Linked DNA regions of Mus musculus: all the other regions are linked to region 2. The links are chromatin contacts, called in public Hi-C and promoter capture Hi-C maps. All regions are on one chromosome and are shown on one strand. Each heading gives the region's core, a stretch centred on a gene start, on an enhancer-like site or on the middle of the called end of the contact. The rest is flanking DNA. Distances are from core to core; before and after follow the strand shown. Region 1 holds the start of Cab39l (calcium binding protein 39-like). Region 2 holds the start of Mrpl57 (mitochondrial ribosomal protein L57). Region 3 holds the start of Phf11b (PHD finger protein 11B). Region 4 holds the start of Mphosph8 (M-phase phosphoprotein 8).

What was found. Promoter capture Hi-C pulls out the DNA fragments that hold promoters and counts their contacts. A called contact is a pair of places that touch in the nucleus more often than the background predicts. Capture Hi-C pulls out chosen DNA fragments and counts their contacts.
Region 1: a promoter capture Hi-C map of adipose tissue shows a contact between it and region 2, with 3 times the contacts expected there. The contact joins the promoter of Cab39l here to the promoter of Mrpl57 in region 2. A contact is called at or near these places in 7 of 39 promoter capture datasets (the 3T3-L1 cell line, hippocampal neurons, liver and 2 more), 1 of 484 Hi-C or Micro-C datasets (B cells), 5 of 115 datasets of contacts at active chromatin or transcription factors (astrocytes, embryonic stem cells, large pre-B cells and 1 more) and 1 of 9 other capture datasets (adipose tissue).
Region 3: a Hi-C map of B cells shows a contact between it and region 2, with 5 read pairs. The contact joins the promoter of Phf11b here to the promoter of Mrpl57 in region 2. A contact is called at or near these places in 2 of 39 promoter capture datasets (hippocampal neurons and liver) and 1 of 484 Hi-C or Micro-C datasets (B cells).
Region 4: a contact with region 2 is called in a promoter capture Hi-C map of pre-B cells, with 2.8 times the contacts expected there. The contact joins the promoter of Mphosph8 here to the promoter of Mrpl57 in region 2. A contact is called at or near these places in 4 of 39 promoter capture datasets (the HPC-7 cell line, cranial neural crest, liver and 1 more) and 1 of 115 datasets of contacts at active chromatin or transcription factors (astrocytes).

What each region holds. Positions count from the first base shown.
Region 1 is chr14:59,439,587-59,442,286 of GRCm38.p6, reverse strand. Cab39l (calcium binding protein 39-like) reads right to left here and starts at 1,324. Exons shown (of 11, transcript NM_026908.4): 1 at 1,269-1,324. It overlaps Gm45935 (predicted gene, 45935), which reads left to right and starts at 1,407. Exons shown (of 24, transcript NM_001320725.1): 1 at 1,407-1,700. Setdb2 (SET domain, bifurcated 2) reads left to right here and starts at 1,407. Exons shown (of 14, transcript NM_001320720.1): 1 at 1,407-1,700.
Region 2 is chr14:57,824,949-57,827,847 of GRCm38.p6, reverse strand. Mrpl57 (mitochondrial ribosomal protein L57) reads right to left here and starts at 1,609. Exons shown (of 2, transcript NM_026401.2): 1 at 1,526-1,609; 2 at 1-1,339. The coding sequence starts at 1,331. The coding sequence ends at 1,023. Ska3 (spindle and kinetochore associated complex subunit 3) reads left to right here and starts at 1,685. Exons shown (of 9, transcript NM_198605.3): 1 at 1,685-1,838. The coding sequence starts at 1,736.
Region 3 is chr14:59,339,990-59,342,689 of GRCm38.p6, reverse strand. Phf11b (PHD finger protein 11B) reads left to right here and starts at 1,360. Exons shown (of 9, transcript NM_001164327.1): 1 at 1,360-1,417. The coding sequence starts at 1,375.
Region 4 is chr14:56,666,980-56,669,679 of GRCm38.p6, reverse strand. Mphosph8 (M-phase phosphoprotein 8) reads right to left here and starts at 1,432. Exons shown (of 14, transcript NM_023773.2): 1 at 1,116-1,432. The coding sequence starts at 1,328. It also overlaps the pseudogene Gm4032.

The sequences.
Region 1 (2,700 bases), core at 75-2,574, 1.6 Mb before region 2:
GTGAAGATACTGGTGTTAAGTTTATCAAAACTGTTATAAGTGAATCACAAAATATTTGTCTCTAACAGGCTAGATTTTCAGATCTGGCAGCTTCTTTCAAATAATAAAAAAAAAAAGAATGCTTTCTACTTCCTTTTCTACTTTTTTTTCCCCAAGAGAAAACTGGAAAGAGGAAAGTACAGTGTCTTGCTCTTCCCAAACTCCAACACCCTCCTTAAATAATACCCTGTTCCATAAAGCCAGCCCGCATAGCATCGCAGACCCAGAAATGTACAAAGCTGTCATGGCTTTCTTGTTTGGTTGGTTTTGACTAGGTGCAGAAAACATATTCGACATGTGTTAAATTTAATGTGAAGCTTCACAATTTCGTTTCCAAAAGTCAACTTTAATTGCATAGATGTATTCATTTGAGTTGTATTGTTTTGGGGTTTGGTTAATTTTGATGTGTTTTTCTTTCTTTTTTTTTTTTGCAAACTTTTTTTTAAAATCAAGTTTATAATGTTAAAAATATGTAAAGAGAAATTTACAAAAAAAAAAAAAAATCAGCACCTTTGAAACTGGGGTAAGGGTGTGGCGCTCCTGTGGCAGAAAGATCCGGTCTGCCTGAGCTACATGTATACCTAGCATGAAGTGAATTTGGAGCATGACAAACACTAGTTTACTTCCCGTTTCTCCTTTTTATTTTATTTTATTTCTCTCTTTTTTTCTAACGTCATTGAATGAATGCTGGCGGCATGCTTATGAATAAAACTACTCTCACACAACCTGCTGTCCATGTATGTCAAAGGATGAACTCTCGAGAAGGGCAAAGGCTCCGCAGTTGGCCCCTGGCAATTGACAAAAAAGAAAAGTTCTCTATCGACCCGGAGGCCAGTGGTCGAGACAGCCCCCTCTCCCTTCCACGACTGGCTTTCCCGTGTTGAATCCTACAGCCAGCCTCCTTTAATCATGACAGGGGTCGGCGGTGGGAATCTTCGCGCCACAAACACTGCTGAGCAACTCTCGGAAACCAAGGGATCAGGGTTAAGACAGGAAAGCAAAGCCTGCGCCAGACTCTAATGACCAGCAAAGCCAAGCCGGGGCCACCGCCACCGCCACCACCACCACGCCTGCCTCCCAAACACAGGGAGGAGACTCCGGGCGGGCGAGAAGAATCCCCTGCTAGTTAAGTCGCCCCTTCACTCCCAACACTCCTGTCACCCCGAGGACTCTCCTTCCACACACACACTCCCAGAGCCGGAAAAGGCTCGCCGCAGCCACACACCTACCGCGGGCAGAGAGCGCTGCGCCACCACTCCAGCGAAGTGCCTCACTTGGCTGCCGAGAACCCGATTGGCCGTAGCAGTCCGCGCGAGACAAACCGAGAGAGTCGCCGACCAATCAGGAGGCCGCGCGCTCCGGCCGGCGCCGCGGGGCCGCGGAAACTGTGTGGAGCTCCCTTGGGGCTGATGTCTCCCCCGCTGAGGTGAAGCCGCCTCGGGACTGCAGACTCTGGTGCGGACAGTGCAAGGCGCGCGGGGTGCCAGGCCGCCTCAACCCGCTGTCTCAGTAGCGGGGGTGGCCGGGGCTCTCAGTCGCGTTTCCCCCACCGTCTTGCGGCGCTCACTTTCGTGGCTGGTGATTTCTGAGTAATTTGGCTATCATGGGCTGTAGACAGCGGAGCACAGACAAGATCTTCAGGACACTGGTCCATTCCACAGGTAAGGTTACACTGGCCATGAACAAATGAAATTATTTATCAGTTGAACTTGATTGGTATCTTCGGAGCGACGGACTGACTCACTACTCAACAGTCCAAGATCAATAAAGTCACTGCAGAAAGGGATATGATTGACAGATCATATGATTGGCATGTAGTAACATGGTTCTTTGCATGTTAGTGAAGAAAACCAAAGTGGAGGATTAATTTATGTTTAGTCTTAGATTTGGTAAACAGACCATTAGCTCTTCCAAATACCCTACCACATACGATAGGATAGGTTTCTATTCTTCACCAGAAGGCGTTTTGCCATTGTTGTGTTGTTTAACATACGAACACGTTAAAAATGTGCCTGACCCTGACTTACGCTCCGATTATGTCATGCCTATCAAAGAACCAACGAGATAGTGGTATCTTAGTTTTTTTAGTTTCTTTTTCCTCCAAGTAAAAAGGAAACTTAGATCTAAATGAAGTTGCCTGTATGTTTGGCCAGATGAAAGTTTGAGACTGGCAAAGAACCAAATTTAAATAAAATTCTCCTGGCAAGCTGGGAGATGGTGGCTGGGGAGGCAGAGACTAGCGGATCTCTTGAGTTCTCTCCGGATTGAGTTCCCGGAAAGCCAGGGTTACCCAGAGAAACGTTGTCTCAAAATACAAAACATACAAACAAATAAAAAGTACACTAACAGTGAAATATTAGTGTTGTCTTTGGAAGATAAGCTTTAAATTTCCTTAACTTTTTTTGGCAATTTTTTTTCTTTTGTAAATTAGCTTCCAAGCTACACTGGTGAGAGCTTTTTCTTTAGTTGCTGTTTGCTATGTGGAAGTCCAGCCTAGTAGACCAGGATGGCTTTGAGCTACTGGTCCTCCTGTCCCCACCTGCCCTTTCCTGAGGTGTCAGGCTGAGTGAGTGTACTGAGGTGGAAGTTACTAGAATCTAAGGTGGAAGGCAGCTTGGCAATGTCTCTTTGTGGCACTTGGATATCTGTAGTATTAATTTT
Region 2 (2,899 bases), core at 360-2,859:
TTACTTCACACGTCCACTCACAGAATCCAAATTCTAAAAGAAAACACTCTTCTTTTGGGAAATGGTCTCATCTATCTCAGGCTGGCCTCAAATTTGCATGGAAGTTGACCTAACACTTCAGATCCTACTTCCACTTACAGAATGCTGTGAAATCAAAGGCAGGCTCTATTCTAGAGCAGTGGTTCTCAACCTCCCTTACACTCTTTAATACAGTTCCTCATGTTGTGGTGACTCCAACCATAACATTATTTTCATTGTTACTTCACAACTGTAATTTTGCTGTTATCATAATACAAATCTCTGATACTCAGCCTCATGAAAGGGTTCTGCAACCACCACAAGGGGTCATGCCCAACAGGTTGAGAATGGCTATCCTAGACAGAAAGTAAGAAAACACCCCTTGTACAACAAAGCTCTAGCCAAGTACCTCAGCCTTAAGACTCATCAGTTTGTAGTTTTACAGCATTTAAATCTAAAAGGTGCAAGGTATGGTGGCACTTGCCTTTAGTCACAGCACTTGGGAGGCAGAGGCCAGTAGATCTCGGAGGTCAAGGCCAGCCTAGCCTATACAGCAAGTTCTATGGCTATATAGTGAGACAAACAAAAAAAAAAAAAACCCCACATTTTACAGAAGGGCAGGGAACCATGCCTGTAATTCCAGTAGCTAGGCACAGGGAGGGCTGCTGCAAGCTTTAGGCCAGAAAAAATAAAAAACAACCCTGAAAATAGACCGATTATGCACATATGGAGCCTCAAACAGTCTCTTTTGGCCTTCTGAGTCTAGGTCTTACTAACTACATCAGCAAAGATTTTCCTGCCTCCACCTCTTAATGTTGGGATTACAGGTGTGAAACAAACGCCTAGGTAGGGTCCCAAGTATTCCGTATGAGACAACTATTAATCAATCATGTTTGCTTTAATAAGATACTGGTCGAAGGGGTCACACTGGTACATAAATTACATTTTCTCAGCTCCAGGACCAAGTAAGGATAGAGCAGTCCGGTATCCATAATCTTGAAGGGTTAGGACCATTTCTTCGAGATGTTGAGATGGTCTAGCTGGTCTGCAATGTATCTATGCTTAGGGAACTTGGAAGTGGCCGCTGCCTTGATGGCTTCAAAAGCCTGGGCCCGTCGCTCCGCGGCGTGGCCGCACTCCTGCTCTGCTGTCATGTAGGGCATGCTGAGCCAGTAGTGGTTCTCGGCCTCCACCTCCAGGCGACGGATCATGCTCTCCTTCGCTTGGAAAGACACGGTACGCGGCCGCCGGTGCTTCCCGATCCACTGCCTGCCCGGAATGCGGCCGCGGAGGAGGACAGCGGTGAGGAACATGGTGCCTCCTGAGGAAATGACACGAAAGCCGCGGTCGCTGAGCCCCGGACCCGGGAAGCGAGCAACCGGCGTGCCAAGCTTGCGCCCACATCCCGCGGCCGAATCCAGAGCACGCTCGGCCTCTCGCCGGAAGTGAGTGGCCGGGAGCCGACTACACTGCAGGATATGGGGGTGGGGGCTCCCCGAAAACCCACCTCGCGTACCAACCGGCCCGGGACACGCTCCCCTCGGCGCTCCGCGTCCCCCGACCGATGCGGCGGCGCGCTGCTTCCGGTCTCTCTGGGGCCCTGATGCTAGAGTTCCGCTCTCGCGAGAGACGCCTTCTGCGCCTGCGCAGGATTCAAATGTGTAGCGCGTTCGTTCGAGGGGACTGGAGGTCAGCAGTCGGCTCGGCGGCCCTCAGCATGAACCCCATCCAGAGTTTCCACTGTAAGCTGCGGGGTCTGGCCACCACGCTGGACAGCGAGACGGCCCGGCTGCTGAGAGCGCTGGACGGCGAGGACAGCGGTGAGTGGGCGCGGGCGGGAGAGTGCGGTTCTCAGCGGGCGGTGTCGTCCAAGGGGCGTAGCTGATCTGTGATGGAAACTGTGCGGACAAATTCTCCTTGTGGCCGCAGGCGAGCGGGTGGTTGGGTGTTTGTTAACAACATCCAGTGGCAACTGTATTAAGACGCACTAAAACCCTGTTTTCTGTACGTGTAAAGTCATTTCGTCTCACTCGAATGGGCCCCTATTGAAGCAAGCATCTGCATTTTCTCCACTAACACTCTATTTGAAGTACAAATACTCGGCACTGCTGTTTTTTTGTTTGTTTTAAGATTTGTTTATATATGTATATGAATGCTCTATTTGCGTGGATGCAGGCACGACAGAAAAGGGCAGCAGATCCCATTATACATGGTCGTGAGCCACCTTGTAGTTGCTGGGAATTGAACTTAGGACCTCCAGAATTGGAGCCAGTATTCTTAGCCACTGAGCCATCTCTCCCGCCTCTTGTTTTATTTTTTAATAATAAAATTAAACATCATTTCTAACTTGTACTAGAGATTTTTTTCTTTTTTCTTTTTTCTTTTTTTTTTTTTTCGAGACAGGGTTTCTCTGTGTAGCCCTGGCTGTCCTGGACCTCACTTTGTAGACCAGGCTGGCCTCGAACTCGGAAATCCGCCTGCCTCTGCCTCCCGAGTGCTGGGATTAAAGGTGTGCGCCACCAAGCCCAGCCTGAGATTTTTTTAAAAAGTTGCAAGGTCACGGAGTGGCGTCCGCCATGAATCCCAACACTCAAGAAGCTGAAGGAGGTAGATTTTTGCGAGTTCCAGGCTAGCACCTGACCAATCAACCAGGCTTAGTGAGACCCTGTCCAAAAAAAAAAAAAAAAAGAAAGAAAGAAAAAAAAGAAAAAAAATCGATGCAAAAGTAGTTCAGATTTTGAGATTATCATAAAATGTCATAAATGTAATCTGTCTCGCACCCAGTAGGTCGAATGTAGTGGCACTTGCCTTTAATCCCAGCACTCTAGAAGGCATAGGCTGGCAGATCTCTGAGTTTGAGGCCAGCTTGATCTACAAATCG
Region 3 (2,700 bases), core at 111-2,610, 1.5 Mb before region 2:
GGAAGAGGACCCTTCTCCATATTTGCCTCCATCAGAGTGGCCTGTGTGGTATTTTCCTGACTGCTCATTGGTGGAGGAAGGCACAGTCCTTTATGTACAGCAGCAGCAGCATGGGGCAGGTGGTTGTGGACTGTACTGCACAGCAGGTCTAGAGAGCCAGGGAAACAGCCAGAAAGCCTCCCTGCTCCTGCTTTCTTCCTTGTTCTCTGGATGATGACTGCAACTTGTAGTCCTGTAGTGTTGTAGGTCCCATGTCCGACCTACCACAGGGCCAGACAGCAGCTTGGGGAGACAGAACTTGAGAAGTTTGATTGGGCTTGCCTCACGCAGTGGCCCTGCGGGTGTTGGGCCTTAGGGACATGACTCGGGGTGGGAAAAGGCAGTCTAAGGTAAGAGACAGCTGGAGCTGGTTCAGGAGTGCCCGGGCCTGGGAATTTGCTGGTGTGGTGGAGTTCCCAGGGTGTGGACACCCAGGCGCTGCTGGCAGTTCAAGGAGAGCTGAGAATGGAATCTGGGACCATGGGCTAGATCTAGCCTGGGACCTAGGGGAAAAATGTGGGGAGCTCCAGGTGGTCCCACAGGAAGAGTCCTTGGCTTGAAGGTGGTTGGCTTAGAGGAGGTTATGTCTGGGAGCAGAAGGAGACCTTCTATGAGAGATTAGAAAGTGGCTCTGTAGGCAAAGGAGTTCTCCATGACTCCCTAAGGCAGATCCCGATGAAAAGAGTCAGTCTATGGTTCTGAGTCATTTATTGCCATGGTGCAAACGGGGTGTGTAAAACCATACCCCACTTCTCAGGGTGGCCTGAGATGAAACATCTTTTGCAGGGAGGAATACCTGGGAAGGAAAGCTTATTGGCTATGTCCTCAAGGCCTCTAGGTACCTCATTAGCATGGAGATCTGTTGTACGCCTATATGACCACAGGTCACTGTTTTGTTTTTTGTTTTTTCTAAATTATAGGCGCTTGGTGTATTTCCCTATGTGACTGATGGCCATAAATGTATAGGGGGCTGTGGCTAGTGATAGGAGCCTGGTGCCCAGGAGCAGGTAAAGCTTCTATAGACCCTTCAGGGTCTCTAGGTCTTCTAGCCTTGGCTCAACCAAGGACCAGGCTACCTCTCATGGTCCACAGGCCCACATAGCTCAAATGGAGCCTTTCCTCCCCTGACTTATTTTGGACCTTGGGTTTCATTACATCACTTTTAGAGCACTTTCAAAATGACTTCTCAGAGTGGAAAATGTGCCAGCACACTGCCCTCAACTTGCACTTCCTCTCAGATTGCTGTTTGTAGTCTCCACCCACATTTAGAGAAAAAGAAACTAGAAACTAGAACCTTGCAGAGGCACTTCAAGGACTGCAAGACAACACCCAGCCATGGACCAAGAGAAGCCAGGGTGCTCTAACCCAGTTCCCAATGGTGAGTTCTAAGGTTCAGGGCGCCAGGAAGGTCCCACCATCACTTCTCCCCAGGGAGACTGCAGGACACTGCTGAGGGTGGGGTGGGGCTTACAGCATCTGGGAAATCTGTAGGCACTGGGGACCTCGGGAAGCTAAAAGCTATTCTGTCCTTGCTTCATAGGACTGGGGGCTCTACATTGTAAAATTAATACTCAAGACATGCTGTTGGGAAGGGAAGGTAGACTCTATTGTGGATGCTGGAAACCTGGAACGGATGCCCCAGTCTTTGAGGACAATTGGAGAATACAGAGAAACAGATTAGGGTTGTGTGTTGCGAGTAGCCTTCAGTATCTGAAACATTTGTGTTGTGCAGGCTGATGTTTTAGGGATCATCCCGTGGTGGCAATCTCCTTGAGATGTTTTTTTCCTATCATGAGAGAATCACAATCCAGGCTTTTGTCAGGTTTGTGGCCCAAGGGTTCCGGATCCATCTTAGAAAATGATGATCTCAAGAATGCAAAGGAAATCTTATTGGGGTAAAGAAGCAGAATCAATGCACGGAGGACAGCAGGGGTAACTTGAACACTGGTGTTGTCAGGCTAGTACAGCTCTGCCCCAATCCTTTCTCTCCAGGAGTAACCTGGCCCAAAATGTCAAAGCAGGAAATACAGACACAATAGGAAAGCACTAATGCTAAACCTTTTCAGACCTTTCAAGCAACAGGGATAGCAGTGATCACTGCTCAAGGGAAGCCACCATTTGCAACAAAAGCATCATCCTTCCATCCCTGAAACAACCCAAGGATCCATTATCCTCACCCACTTGGTAGAGATGTCTACAGCCAAATTTGGAGTTGAGTAGTGATTTATTTCAGCCTCTAACTATCCTGCAACTAGTATATTCTTGAGCTTTATTTTGTGTACGACTGTCTTGCCTACATAAATATCTGTATATCACATGTGTTCTTGATGCTGTGTTGTATGGAGAAGGCAGCATAGGATTCTCCCTGGATGGAGAATTAGACTTGGTTATATCTCACCATGTAGGTGGTAGGAACTGAGCCAGGGCCCTCTGCAAAATGCATAAGAGCTCCTGTTTACTGAACCGTTGTTCTATTTTCTCGTATGTATGTATATGTGTATGTATGTATGTATATACATATATATGTATGTATGTTTGTCCATTGAGATTACATTAAGCTTAAAACTTCCTCAGGGAAAGTTGTATAAAATTGACATCACTATATATCAATCCTCTGCTCTAGACTTCTGCTACATTTAATGTGATCTTCATCTTGCTCCT
Region 4 (2,700 bases), core at 183-2,682, 1.2 Mb after region 2:
CAGCAGTCCATTAAAAAAAAAAGTTTGTCAATGGATTAAAAATTAAGATGAAAGTTGGCATATGGCAGATAACAAATGACAGAAAATACAACAGAAACAAAACCATCGTATAGGCACGATTCCTATCTACAGCCCTTATCTTCTCCTTTCTCCAAATTCCCATTTCGTTTACTCATTCAATAATCCCACAGCCGTGAGATAGATCTCTGTGGTAAAGCTCTTGCCTTGCATTCATGAAACCCTGGGTCCAGTACACGGTATCAGATAACGGCAACAACAAAATCAGCCTTTGCTGTTACTGGACTAAGTGTCCGTGATTCAAGCATTATTATAAACCACATCCCCTGATTAAAGGAGCCCACAATCTAGAGCAGAAAAGACAAATACAGAGATAAAAGACAATGACTTAAATAGAGGTAAGAGAGTAAGGACAGAACTGAGAAAGCACCTTTTTCTGCAGAGCTCGGGTAAGGGAAGAGAGGGGAGAAAAGGTATCACAAACAGATGGATCCCAAGCCTTGGAAATACAGACTAAGAATTTCTCCCGGGGACGACATTCGCAGCAAGGAGGATGTTAAGTGTTCAAGCACGATGTGCGAAGATTGTCCTTTCAAGCTTACTCTAAATCTCTTGAGTTACACTCATAAAACGCGCAGAAAAGGGACACTTTGGGTTGGGAAACCTTTACTGTCCCGGGCACTCGGTGTGAATGGGATTTCCTGAATTTAAGCCAAGGAGCATTTTCTACTTTTAGAAAACATTGGGACAACGGTGTAGAGAATCCTCCAGTCTTTCCTAACGGAAAGCCATGGCCCTAACCGTATACCCGAATGCTGAAGGCCACAGAAGTCTCCCACCAGCTGCCTTGCATCCTACGATTCTCAACATTCCATGTCACCGCTTCGTCTCTTCTGCCAAAACAACACTTAGAACTTCCCTAAGCATCCATCCTCCACCGACTGCGGCCAGGGTCCTCTCCAGGATGTCAGTCTGCGCCTACGGACCGCCACCGTCCTCCCAAGCTGTTCCAGGCTGTTCGGCGTCCCACTCGGATTCTCCCAACCCGCCGTCCCCGCCCCGGAGACTCCCTGTCCGGCCGCTCAGCCCCCACATACTCCCTCGCACTTCATGTCCAGGATCCTCTCCACCTCGAAAACGTCCTCCCCATCCTCCTCGCTGTCCCCAACGGCCACCGTTCCTTTGGTGGCTGCGTCCTTCTCTTCGTCCCCTGCTCCAACTCCTTCGGACTCGGGAGAACGGCCAATGCTGTCGGGAACTGACATAACTAGAGCGGCCGCACTCATGCCCTCCTCAGCCGCCGCCGCCATCACAGACGCAGTGCAAAACCAACGCGAAAAACCGCCGGCGACCCACAGCGGGACAGCACCGCGCGCCTGCCGCTCCGCCCTAATCCGCTCCAGCGGCGTGACTCGACCGTGAGGCAAGCCAGCCAATTGTGGGCGCCGAGCTCTGGATTGACACACAGAACGGCCAATCACGCAAAGGCGCGCTCCCCGGCTCCCTGGGGAGTTCACGGGAAGTGGATGGGCGGGTCGACGGACTCTGAGGAAGAACGCTGCCTCAGGGAAGAGCGGAAGGGCTCCCCTGGGGAGACTGCGAGGGGCGGTCCTAGCACCTCACCTCCCAAACTCCGGTGACGCCCGCTGCCTGAGGAGACCTGTTGTTTGGATTGTCGGAAGGAGACCATGAGGATTCTGGGAAAGGGACCCCCAGTGTTAGCGAGACCCGCCTGTGCGGAATGGCTGCCCAGGAATCCTTTCGTATGGTTTTGGCTGGCTTATATGGCGTCTGCGGTCGAATCAATTACATATAGCCTATAGGGATATTTCATTTTAGTGAGTAGCGTTTATAGATAGAGAATAGGGACCCGGAGGTGGTTCAGCAGATTACGGCCCTGGTCGCCAAATATGAGGACCTGAGTTTAATTTCCAAGGGCATACATAGCGAGAGAATTCCCCCAATATGTATTCTCTTCTGTCAGGAGAAAGGCCAATCTTTACAGCAAGACACTGTATCAAGTAATAATTTATGGGATTTACTTGTTGGGCTTTGAAAGTAGTTCAGTGATAGGGCGTTTGTCTGGCAGGTGATGGTTGGAGGCTTGGTCCTAGTAGCTGAGTAAAAGTTGGTTCTCTCCTTCAAAAGATAGAGCCCAGGTTGCCTGGCTTGGCCCCATTTGGGCTATACTTAATTAATTGGATCATTCACACCTGATAAACCAAGCCAAAACCACCTATGTGTTTGTTCCCAAGTTCCCTTGCTTCTTATTGAATTGAAAATATCAGAAGCAGGTGCGGGGTTGATGCAAGAGAAACGAGTAATATTGATGCTACAAAGGAGTCACTAGGAAGCGAGCCTGCGATATGATTGGAAGAGAATTACCAGGCTTATTACAAACTCTAGGAAAGACATTTTTGTGCCAACATTGAAGTTTTGGGTTGCTGAGAAAGTTTCTGTTAACGTTAGTGCACTAAGATTGACCTCCAATTAGACTCCATTTCCACAACAAAAGGAGACAACCCTAACTTACAACCAGCCATTAAGCCTATCCACCTTATTAAAAAAAAAAAAAAAAAAAAAGCCTCTAAGGGGCAGCTCAATGGCTGAGCCCCAAGTCACACCTATCATTAAGTCCTAGTTTGCCATTAAATCCCCTGTGCCCTTGTGAGGAAAAGCCTA